Linked DNA regions of Triticum aestivum: region 1 is linked to region 2. The links are chromatin contacts, called in public Hi-C maps. All regions are on one chromosome and are shown on one strand. The core of a region is the stretch at or near the end of the contact, and the rest is flanking DNA. Distances in the headings are between cores, read along the strand shown. Region 1 holds the start of LOC123181443 (3-hydroxyisobutyryl-CoA hydrolase 1). Region 2 has its middle 6.8 kb from the start of LOC123181441.

The links. Hi-C and Micro-C count contacts between places; a contact is called where the count stands out from the background.
Region 1: a contact with region 2 is called in a Hi-C map of leaf, with 2.7 times the contacts expected there. The contact joins the promoter of LOC123181443 here to the enhancer-like site in region 2. A contact is called at or near these places in 2 of 5 Hi-C or Micro-C datasets (both in leaf).

The regions. Positions count from the first base shown.
Region 1 is chr1D:275,042,602-275,048,935 of IWGSC CS RefSeq v2.1, reverse strand. LOC123181443 (3-hydroxyisobutyryl-CoA hydrolase 1) reads left to right here and starts at 3,287. Exons shown (of 14, transcript XM_044593701.1): 1 at 3,287-3,547; 2 at 5,415-5,495; 3 at 5,611-5,679. The coding sequence starts at 3,515.
Region 2 is chr1D:274,830,467-274,836,713 of IWGSC CS RefSeq v2.1, reverse strand. No RefSeq gene overlaps it. Among protein-coding and RNA genes, the nearest start is that of LOC123181441, 6.8 kb to the right of the region's middle. Within about 2 kb of position 4,518, at least 6 of the 8 cell types and tissues checked have an H3K27ac peak or open chromatin away from gene starts, as enhancers often do. A contact at or near this core is called in leaf, where this site is marked.

The DNA.
Region 1 (6,334 bases), core at 2,038-4,537, 210 kb before region 2:
CATGTAGATGCAATGTGCATGATGCTATGAGATGAGATGCAACAAACAAATAAATATCACAGCTGACTCGCAAAACAAGGAAGGCACCTGGAGCGTCGGTCTTGGGGCGTTACATGTGTCTCGTGGTTGGAGCTTCCGACAGATTGATGTGAGCAATGCCTTTTTACATGGGTTCTTGGACGAAGATGTGTACATGCAGCAGCCACCTGGGTTCAAGGATGCCACTTATCCCTCTCATGTCTGCAAACTTCAGCGGTCTATTTATGGTCTAAAGCAGTCGCCTCGTGCCTGGTATGCTCGTTTGAGTCAGCGCCTTTCGCAGCTCGGTTTTGTTGCCTCCAGATCAGATGCATCTCTGTTCATCTTCTCCCAGGGTAAAATACAGATATACATGCTAGTGTACGTTGATGATATTGTGATTGCTGGCTTTAACCCCGCGGTGGTGGATCGTCTTGTGCAGTCGTTGTCTGCTAGCTTTCCATCAAAGATTTGGGTCGCCTCGAGTACTTTCTTGGTTTGGAAGCGTCATTTCATTCAGGGGGCATGACCTTGACGCAGAAAAAGTATGCTTTGGATCTTCTTCATCGCGTCAACATGGAGAACTGCAAGGCCAGTTCCACTCCGCTTGCTACTTCCGAGAGTCTCTCACGTCATAGGGGTGCACTACTGGGTAGAGATGATTCTTTTCGGTATTGCAGTGTGGTTGGAGCACTTCAGTATTTGACCCTCACTCGTCCTGATATCTCCTTCGCAGTGAACAAAGTGTGTCAGTTCCTGTCTCAGCCAACGAAGGATCATCGGGAAGCAGTCAAGCGTATTCTGAGATATGTCAAAGGTACGCTAGACATGGGACTACGGATTCGTAAGTCCAGATTTACTGGAGTGATTATATTCACCGATGCAGACTGGGCAGGCTGTGTTGATGATAGGCGCTCCACTGGTGGTTTTGCTATATTTGTTGGACCTAACCTTGTATCTTGGAGCTCGAAGAAGCAACCCACAGTCTCAAGATCAAGCACCGAGGCAGAGTATAAGGCATTGGCCAATGGCGCAGCTGAAGCCATTTGGATAGACTCAGTTCTCACAGAACTTGGAGTCCCCCGGCAGCGCACTCCTATATTGTGGTGTGATAACTTAGGGGCAACTTACCTGACGGCGAATCCAGTGTTTCATGCTCGGACCAAACACATTGAGATTGATTTCCATTTTGTGAGGGAACGAGTAGCTGCTTGCGAACTGGAAGTCGGGTTTATTTCTACAGATGATCAGTTAGCAGTTGTATTTACTAAACCCGCTACTAGACAGATGCTAGACCGTTTTAGAACCAATCTAAATCTTGTATGTAGTTCAGATTGAGGGGGCATGTAAAGTAGGGTCTAGTGTATTGTCCTTGTACACGTATTCGTATACGTATGTAATTGTAATTGTGATCATCCATATATTGAGACGTGAGGCTGGATGTCAACCACACACGCAAAACCCTAAACCCTGTGTTTAACTCCGACGTGCTTCGCACACAGGTGGCTGGCGGGTGTATGTTTCTCCAACTTTAGTTGAATCGAGTTTGACTATGGCCGGTCCTTGTTGAAGGTTAAAACAACACACTTGACGAAAAATCGTTGTGGTTTTGATGCGTAGGTAAGAACGGTTCTTGCTAGAAGCCCGTAGCAGCCACATAAAACTTGCAACAACAAAGTAGAGGATGTCTAACTTGTTTTTGCAGGGCATGTTGTGATGTGATATGGTCAAGACGTGATGAGATATAAATTGTTGTATGAGATGATCATGTTTTATAAAAGTTATCGGCAACTGGCAGGAGCCTTATGGTTGTCGCTTTATTGTATGAAATGCAATCGTCATGTAATTGCTTTACTTTATCACTAAGCGGTAGCGATAGTCGTAGAAGTAATAGTTGGCGAGACGACAACGACGCTACGATGAAGATCAAGGTGTCAAGCCGGTGACGATGGAGATCATGACGGTGCTTTGGAGATGGAGATCAAAGGCACAAGATGATGATGACCATATCATGTCACATATTTTGATTGCATGTGATGTTTATCCTTTGTGCATCTTATTTTGCTTAGTACGGCGGTAGCATTATAAGATGATCCCTCACTAAATTTCAAGGTATAAGTGTTCTCCCTGAGTATGCACCGTTGCTACAGTTCATCGTGCCGAGACACCACGTGATGATCTGGTGTAATAAGCTCTACGTTCACATACAAGGCATAAGCAAGACCGGGCATTGAGGCATACAAGGGATATGTCAATTCGCTAAACTTTCATAGCAAGGAACATGTCCTTCCACGAGCAACACTGCCTTGCTAGGCTTCATAGCAACGAACTGACAAAAGAATATCTTAAAATTTTACCTATAAAACTTGGTAAGAGTGAGCGAGAAAATCATAAATTTTGGTTGAAAAATCCTAAGTTTCAATAATCGAAATTGAAAACTTACTATGCTCTCGTGCGGGATTCAACTACTTTGCGAATCGCGTGGCAATCGAGTGGCCGGGCAAGGTTTGACAGGTGTGTGCCCCAGCACCTGCTTGCCCTTGCGGGTTCCGACCATCTACATAGTACTTAACACTCAAAACATGTGCACACAAAGAGCCTGACTCTTGAAGTGGTCGCTAACATTGTTTTGCTAAGATAGTGCCATGGTGTGCACTCCACCTTCCCCTGACCGCCACGACCAGTCAGTATGGATGGATTGGTGGCCCGCCAGTTCCGTAACATCTCTAGTTCGCTGTTTGCCTTGTTGGTATGGATAGCTGGCCCATCAAACAGTGGAAGTAGTCTTTCTTCCGTCACGGAACTGGCAACCCAACCGTAGTGTGATGGTGTGCATTCCTCCTTCCCCTGGCCGCGGCTTGGCTTCAAAAAATCTGAAATTTGAAATATCAAATTTGGGTGCCCCTTGTACGTGTTCAGTTTCGTGGGGAGTGGATGCCCGTGGTAATTCTTGTTTAAATGTTTAAAAATTCCTATGTATAGGAAAAAAAATTAGATAGACCGTATGTCGAACCATATTTCCTTTGCCACGGATATCACGGACACCCATTTCCCATGAAACTGAATATGGATGTACAACGGGCACCCAGGTTCGATATCACAAAATTTCAGAATTTTTTAAAATTTCTGATATTCTTTTAATGCTATGCCCATATAGGGATGTGTGGCACATGAGAGCTGCAATGCATTTTCCAAATTCCAATGATGTGTGCCCTTCTACTTCCCCTGGCCGCCGCAGCCTGTCGTATGGCGAGTCAGTATGGATTGTTGGCTCGCCAGTTTCATAACATCTCTAGCTGTTGCCTTGTTGGTATGGATGGCTGGTCCACTAGTCAGTGGAAGTAGTCTTTCTTTCGTTACGGAACTGGCAACCCAACCGTAATGTGATGGTGTGCATTCCTCCTTCCCCTGGCCGCGGCTTGGCTTCGGGTCTCCTCATCGAGTCCAACTCGAAAGGCTCCACTGCTCCAGGCGCTTCGCTCCAGCAGCTGACGACATGGCCTCGCCGGCGAGCGGCGATTCCGATCAGGTCCGTCGCCTCCTCCTCCTTCCCACTACTCCTCTCGCCGCCCAGTTCCCAATCCGTTCGGTCGCACATGCCCATACGATGCGGAAAGCTCGCTCCCGCCACCGCGACTCCGCCTTCCTGTCTCAGATCGAGCAAAACAGAGTAAGCTTGATCTGGGGGAGACACACACACACAGACGCAGATGGCACCGCCCAGTCGGTGGATCCACGGGGTGGTGCGGTGAGGGCCGAAGAAACGCGGATGGGGAGGCAGCGAGGAGCCCCGGCGCTGGGAGGCGGGGGATGCGCGGCCGCGGGGGCTAGGCACGGGGTGGGAGCGGGCAGCGACATGAGGCCGTGCGGGATAAAGGAAGTAGAAACGGGGTCGAGCAGTTGCGGCTCGCCGGGACAAAGGAAGAAGATCCGTTTGGCCCGGCGGGCACTGTGCTGGGCGGTGGGCTGTGGCCACGATGACGGGGCACTAAGCGGCTGGATGAAGAAGAGTGAGGTGGGGAAGGAGTCGCTGGACTACCTACTGCTATCAGAGAGATTAGAGGAGAGAAATTGAGAGCATGATGGTTTGATGCCAAAAATTGGCATGCCAACATTTGGCAAATGCCAAATATTGGCTAGTGTTTGGTTGGTTATCAATTTTATTTGCCAACCTCACAAGAAGTTGCCAATTTTTGGCAACTTTTGATATAGCCAATTGTTAGCTTGCCAAGTATTGGCAATGCCAAATCTTGGCATCAAACCAATTAGCCTCTGAGAGAGACTTAGGCGATGCTGCTGCTATGTGTATGCCGCTGAGAAATCAGAGGGAGTAGAAGATAAATTTTTGTGGTCCGCTGCTGCTATATCTATTGATGGGCTGCTGCTGCTAATGCATATACAGAGAGAGACGCTTGATGCTGCTATTTTCATTAATGTGCTGCTGCTGCTATGTCTCTAAATCATTTGAATTATGAATTACATGTTGTATGGATGCTCGGCTGTATCATGTGGTATGGCCATATGGGAAAACCAGCTGTTCGAATTACAAAGGTTTACAATGGTAGTTATAGCCTTATAGGATAGGATATTATTAAAATATAGATGAATGGAATATATGGGAGATGTTTTAGGGGAGCTTCTGGAGTTTAACAAATTTTAGGGGAGTTCCCGGTTACAAAATATACGGGGAGAAATTTTAGGGAAACTGCTGTACTTGCTCTTACAGCTGCCACTCCATTCCATTGCATGCAGGTCATCTTGCTTTACTCGTCTGTGCCCGGCCGGGTAACTTAGCTTCAGTTCAAATGTTAGATTAGGCTAACCATGGTCGTTTGTTGTAGCTGCAGTCTGGCGGATTCCTATCGGAGTGTGTTTTCCCCTTTCGCTTGACTAACGTCTAGTGTGTAGAGATAACCAGAGAAATGGCTCGTTAGATAGATTGATTACAGATCGTGCGGGGAAGACTATAATAAATTGCCCGAATTTAATAATAGCGCTACTTTTTAGTTTGACTATTTTGGTGTTCCTGGTCTGTATTTAAGTAAAAAAGTTCAAGAGATGTTGTTTTTCTTGTCTAGTGAATGCTTGGTCAGAATTGAGAGTGCAAACTGCACCTTATTTCATTATCACCAAGCTATTTTATAGCAACCATGAGTGGGTTTGGCTCTGTTCTTGTATCATCCTTCAGGTTGTATGGTTCTAGAATTCTCAATATAGGTTTCAAATGTTTTTGCGGCCAAACTATGCTGTGTTGTTCCTTATAATAATTAATCCTATTGTCAGATGTATTCCCTTCTTTCGGATCTGTATCCTTTTCCTGATAAGTTTCATCTGTAAGTTCCTCCGATTCAATTCTCCAGAAAATAACGAGCCTTTTCTTCGCCCTCCTTTTCCAGGTACTGGTGGAAGCAAATGGCTCTACACGGACATTGGTTTTGAATAGGCCAAAGCAGTTAAATGCTCTCTCCTCTGCAATGGTATGTCTGCAAGAGAGATTCAAGAAGAGTTCTACTAGTACTGGATCATACGGCAACAGTAGCCACAACTGCTTTCAGTATGGCTGAGGAGAGATCTTTTGGTTTCATCTTCCAGGTTACAGGACTTCTGAAATGTTTCACTTCTTATGAGGAAGAAAACACAGTTAAACTGTTGATTGTCAAGGTAATAAATATTAAATAGCACTGCATGCTTTTTGTCGTTTAATATTTGACTGACTTCTTAAGTATAGCCTATGTGTGTCAATTGATAGCACTGCATGCCTTTTGTAGTCTAATATTTGACCGACTGCTTAAGTATAGCCTGTGTGTGTCTTGTTTTCTGGTCCTGTAATCTGGGTCACCCTTCGAATATTTGATGCTGTGTATTAACACGTAACTGGAAATAGAAATTACTGAGCAACAAAGCAGTAACCGTGGACATCAGTTACCCAATCAATGTTCCCGAAATCGTGCAGTAACGTTTTCTGTACTTAGTCTGGTTTGGAGCATATTACTCCTTTCTGTTTTTAGTTGCTTGATTTTAGGGAAAACACAATTATGGTGTTCCGTGATATTTGTTGCTGAGCATTGCACTCGTTTTTTGTCATTCGTACTCCTTTCTGATTTGAAGTGTATGAATTATTGGCTTGTTGTAACAATTTCACATTTAATATTCTGGGTGTTATTTTTATCTTGATATTGTTGTTTGACCTCATTTTGTTTTTCATTTCATGCTATCATTATGTTAGTTCTCTTAGATTGGTATAGTTGTCTCTGTATGTTCCTTCCTACTTTAACTTACCCTGTAACCCATGTCTGTGATGGGATTCAATCCTCAT
Region 2 (6,247 bases), core at 3,269-5,768:
TTATAATTTTTGCTTGTTTCGTTCTATATTTATATCATTATTACATAGTGTTGCCATCATTTTTATCAATTTATTGGACTAACGTATTAATCTTGTGCCAGGTCTAATTGCTATTTTTTTAGTGTTCTTGTATATATTGCAGAAACAACAAAAATTCAGTGATGAAAAAAATACAAAATTATGTTCAAGAAATTTCATCATTATATTCTCCCAATGGGTCTAGGGCCACCTGGAGGATCCCCACAAGGCCGCCACGCGGCCCCTCCTTGCACCCCCTCTAGCGGTGAGCTCCTACCACATGGGAGCTTTGGGTCTCCTGTGGTGGTGTCCTTTTGCCGCAATCTTGCTCCAATAGTTTTGGAACCGCTATATTTTTTAGATTTTTTGAAGTTACAAAACTTTGTGGGGAGAGAAAACGGTGACGAGACTCGAATTTCAACATCCAGAAAACTGCTCCCAAAAGTTAAATCCACCTCAGGGGAGGCGCTAGTCTCCAAACCACAAAAGCCACAAAAACCTGAGGGAACCCCCCCTCTAACAAGGTGAATAAGGCCAATGAAGAAGAAGGATGGTCCCTTCCACCTCTCCTCCGATGGCGCCGGAACCCCGCAGGGGACATCTCCACCATCTCCATGACCATCACCAATAACTCTTTCGATCTTCTCATGATGATGTGTGAGTAGACCCATGGGATTGAGGGTATGTAGTAGTAATAATGTGTTATATCTCGCTCTCTCTCTCCCTTGATCATGTAAGTTTCCGGTGATGATCGTGATCATGGCCTTTGTTAAGGAGTTGAATTATGTGAAGTATCCTCTCATATTATCTTTGAGGTGAATTGCACTTTTCTATTGCTACGAGTTTCTTTATGTTAGATTGAATATTTTGGGAATCACTGAAATCATGATACATGACTAGTATAATTTCCGGAGATGGCCATAGTGACATTGGGGTGACTCTATGAATTAAGCTTAGAACGATAAATGTCATGAGGTAATTATTCTATTTCATTTATGGGGCTGCCCTACGAATCAAGATTAGAAAAGCAAACTTAGAGGTATGCCTGGTCATAGCTCTGCTATCTCGTCCCACTTTGATCTAATAAAAATATGAACAATGGAGTGATTCTTTACCGTACTTTTTGACGATATATCATGTTGTTTAACTATGTTAATAATCCCACTTTAATGTCATCGGCGTGATGGTGACGGCGTGACGAAGTCCCAATTCACATGGCAGGCCGGATAGCAATGCGATGTCTATTGAACCGTGGATGAGAAACCGGCCAGACCATCTTGTAGATAGTCGTGGTAGCGGTAGCAACTTGGATTGCCCTGGGACGGTGGCAATAGTATGAACAGGATTGCACACCGACATCACTGAACATCTGCGTACACAAGATAGTGCAAAAGATATGTTGGCACTAATAATCCGACAGGTTTATTCAACACACATATAATATCTGACCGAACCAAAAATAGATAAATTTTGAAAAAATAATTAAGCATAAAAGCGACTTAGATGGTTTATGCTCCCGGTGTGGATGACATTGTCCGGGCTCGCGGCGGGACGAGGTCCCAACCCCCAAGCCGGTCCCGATGTGGCAGAGCAAGGAGCTCGGAAGCATTGTCATATATAGTACGGTCGATGTGGCGAGGCGCAACCCCGATCCAGCCGGCGTGACGAAGCATGTCGATGGGGTGACGTTGGAGCACCCGGAGCAGGTCGTGAAGCGGTGGCGAAGTCTCCGAACCATCCGAGGAGGCGAGGCAAGTCAGTGAGGTGACATCGGAGCCCCCACGTCAGCCGACGTGACGAAGCGGATCGTGAAGCGATGGCGAAGTCTTTGAGCCAGCCGAGGAGGCGGGGCAAGTCGGTGAGGTGACGTCGGAGCCCTCACGTCAGCCGACATGATGAAGCAGGTCGGAGTGGTGGACGTGTACCGGTCAAGACATAATTTGGACACATCCCCTACTTCGATACGTAACAAGCACATCTTGATGGATGACTTCCAGAGCACAAATCAATATCATTTCTGATCCCGATACAAATATATGGTTGTAAGCATAAAACCTCATACCCATACTTATTTTTATTATAAGTGTTTTCAGTGTCAGCTTGATTTACGATCTGGTCAAAAGCTGGAATTAATTCTCTAGCAAAAGCTTGTTTGAGACTTTAGCTCTCGTGGGTTCAATAACTCAAGGTCACCTCTGTGGAAAAAAGGCGAGAATTCTTTCTGCTTCATTTTTGGATCACCAAAGGAAGTAATCATTGATTCCGGGTGGGAATTCCCAGTTCCGATGGCTCAGGTCATTTAGTGTGGGAGGTGCGGTCGGGTTTTCTATCAACCCTACCAGAGTATGAAAAAACTTAGGCTCAATTTGCCTTTTCAATCAAACGACTTATGTATCGCTAAAGAAAGACAGGGCAACAATCGCCATTGTTCGTCGTTAGTAAATACAATAATTACTTGCAGACAATTTACGAAAAACATCCTTCGCTCTTCTAAGTTCTCGCTTTATTTTTTGCCCTTTTACGGACTGTTCATAAAATATATTGTTCATGAGTTATTTCGCTTTTTTGCATTAGAAAACGGTTTAAACGCTCTATTAGGGCAATTTATTACACACAAGCCTCAAAAGTGATGTTTTTCTTTTGCAATTTCCCTCAATAGTAATCCGCAATCCTGGCCCAAATGTGACGGTCGTTGGTAATGTACTCGACGTACATGAATTTCGCAAGGGAAAGCAGGGACGTGTCACGTGCCGGCTGCGCGCGTGTGGAGAGATGCATGCACCCCGCACCCGATCGATTAACTGGAGACTTTTGGAGTCGTCTCTCTGCAAATCTCACCGCGCTATCTGCTTGCGTGTGCAATGAATGCGCGCATCGGGGTGGGTCGTGGGACGGAATTTTGGGACGCGCGTGACGTGTTTGCATGTACAGGTAAGCTATGACGTGTTTGCATGCACCCCGTACGTGCTGCCCGATTTGATGCTCATAAGTAGGATCATTACTGGAATTAGAGTAGGAGCAGTACCTACTCCCTCCGTCCGAAAATACTTATCGCATAAATAGATAAAAATGGATGTATCTAAAACTAAAATATATTTACATATTCATTTCGCTGACAAGTATTTCCGGACGAAGGAAGTACTAGACTTGATGAAATCCGCCAGACTCACGCGGGCGGCGCATCGTGATAAAATTGTTTACGGCTATAGCGCAACTTAGCATATCTAGATAGATATAGTATAGCTCCAGCCCTAACTGCACTTAACACCTTTAGCTAACTTTTGGTAAATTGTATGACCACCTCTGAGTGGGAAAAGGGTCAACAAGATATAACTTGTGTGTAACATCCATTTATACTTTCCCCGCAAAAAATCCATTTATACTTTTTAAAAAGGAAACATATTCTCGTAACTAATACTGGACTTGTTTTTTAGTTTGCGACAAGTGATCACCACATACTCCTACGTTGCATCTAGAGGCATGCACTCGGGGGTAGCTGCGACAGCTGCCGAACCCTGTGGCTCTGCTGCTCTGCATAGCTCGATCTAGCTAAGCTAGTACGGTACAGTATGTACGTATGCGCACCACGACTGCTAAATCCCATCCGTTTAATGCAGGATCACTGCTAGGATTAATAGCCGGTCGATGGAGAGTCAGGTCGAATCAAATATCACATCGATTATACCAGGTACGTGTACGACTCCATCTAACCTATCGGATCATACTCCGGTTTATATTACCGTAAGAATGGCAAAAGTGGTTTGAGGTTAAGTTTCGCATACGTAGTCCTGCTCCATTATTTAGTCAACTAGCCAGCCGGCCACCATCACGAGCAGCCATGTGGGGTCTCTGCGTTTACGCATGTGTGCATTGTATCCTCTGCTCTTGCTGACCTGTTAGACATTTGATTTGTTTTTTCTCGGCACAAGCCGCCCTTTGCTGCAATATAAAACCTCTGCCCGTTCACTAAACAACCGATGAACCGAATGTCATGGATTCGCTTGATTTTCGACGTTTGACGGTGCGCTAGGGCCGGTGGCTCGATGTTGCTAGGGCTTTCCAGGACATGCAGGATCCGAATTAAAAACCAGACACATAATATGCTCGATCCCGGTAGAATTTCCGAACATCGTTTTCGAAATCTACACTGCTAGTTAGGCTTCTTCCGTACTAATAGGAAAATCAGGTACGCGCCTGTAAAGCCACAATGATGGCTGCCCCTCTACTCCATCGCTCCATCGTACTACTCCATCGAGCACGTCGACGCATGCACTGCATGCATGTCTCCCGCCCCCGCGCCCGCCGCGACGAGGGAAAAGATCGACCGCATGCAAGCGCGTGCCACGTGGGGGGCGGCCGTTGGCCCGTCCTGCTGGCCGGCGCAGCGGACCAGGCGCGCGCCGCGTTCCGTGGGGCGCCGGGCCGGACGGCGGAGACCTTCTGGAAGGCGGTCGGGCGGGCCACGCATCCGGCGCGCGCTCCCGGGCCGTCGCGCGAAGCGGTTCGTGCTGCTTGTCTCGGACGGTGCATGCGGCGGCGCAGGCGGGAGGAGGACAAGTGGAGCAGGAGCGAGGCCCACGCGTCATCCGTAGAGCAACGCGCCCGTCCACCCGCTTCCACATGGCTCGGGCATCAAATACTGCCTGCACGCACCCATGCAAGCCGTGCCACCGATACGAGTCTTTATGCTAGGTCAGAGATTTTTTTTTCTTTTCGGAAAAAGACCTAGGTCTATCGATCAAACCACCAGTACAAAACCTAACCCTAAAAAAAACACCAGTACAAAACCCGCTGAAAAATAATGAAACACAAACATGAAATACCTGCTAGCTGCTACATAAAATGATAGAAATCTTTTCCATTTCCAAACGCATGCAATCTCAGTGGAATCACATGTGACGGGGGTGCACCCTTTCCGTGCACGGAGCACTACGTTGGACGTGTCGCAAACACAGTACTGTATGGTGGCATCAGGGCCGACCACGTGTCAGGATAGCTATACTGGGCGCAATCTGCGCCTCGGAATACCTTGTGAAACACGTCTGAGCCCATCCCCCACCCTGTCCCCTACCCCTACCGTTTACCTCACGCACCCAGCCATTCACTGGACGTTTCACTGACCCGGGGGTCCGAGTGCTTCACAGGTCCAACTCGTCAGTGGCTGTAAGGAGAGGTATTGTACATTTTTTTTAAACTAAAGAGGTACTAGTACATATAGGTCTGTACTATCGTGTGCGGTTGGAAGAGATAGGCTCTACAGTTTGGAACTGTCGTCCGCGTCGGTTCCGAAAGTAAAAATCCATCCCTACTAATTTAGGGCATGTCGTGTGCGTGCAAGTAAGCATCGGATGTCCATCTTTTTCCTTTTTGCCGCAAGTTTTCCGGTGGGAAAAATAATGTGTGTCTGCACGCACTACCGGACGTACATGTATAATCGGGGTAATTTCCTGCTTATTTACGAGAAGATAGAATCATGGAAAGCTACTTGGATGGACGGCGACGAAAGATGCTCCGCAAGTTGCATGGTAAACAGATAAAGTGAGAGAAAAGGTGCCAAGGTGACTCTCTAGCGAGTAATTCGTTGACACGTCGATCCCCGTAGAATCTCGTTCTCCGTTCATTCAATGACATGCACCGCGCGATTAGACCTTTCTACTCGTGGTGATTTTGTTTTGCGTTGTATGGATCATATATACGCACATCGATTGATGGATCGGGAAAGCTTGAGCCGGCGAGGGAAAAAAGCGGCTCCGCTGTTTTCTCCGAGTACGTACTACATGCAATATAAGAGCATCTCCAGTCGTTAGCCCTTCAGGAGGCGCTAAAAATCGCTCCCTAGGACGCACCGACGCAAAACGCGCGCTGGGGGCGTGATGCCACCCAGTCGCGGCGCCCACGGATTTTTGTGAAAATTAAAGTGCGGTACAAACATGGCGCAAATTCAACCATTTTCAGCGAGTTCATACATACCTCGGCAAGTTCAAACCAAATTCAACCAAACACGGCGAGAGTTCATACATATTTAAAATATTTTACAAAAAAGAAAAAAACACACTACTAGGCCCGCCGTCTCCCTCGCCTCGCTGCTCGTCGCCGTTCTACATGCCGAGGAGGCTGTAGAACCGCGTGTAGTCGCCGTCGTCGCCTCCGCCGCGGCCGCTGTCCCTGCTGCAACCCTTCCCCGGTTGGCGCGGCGGGTTGGACGGTCCGGCGGCGTCCTCGCGTCCAC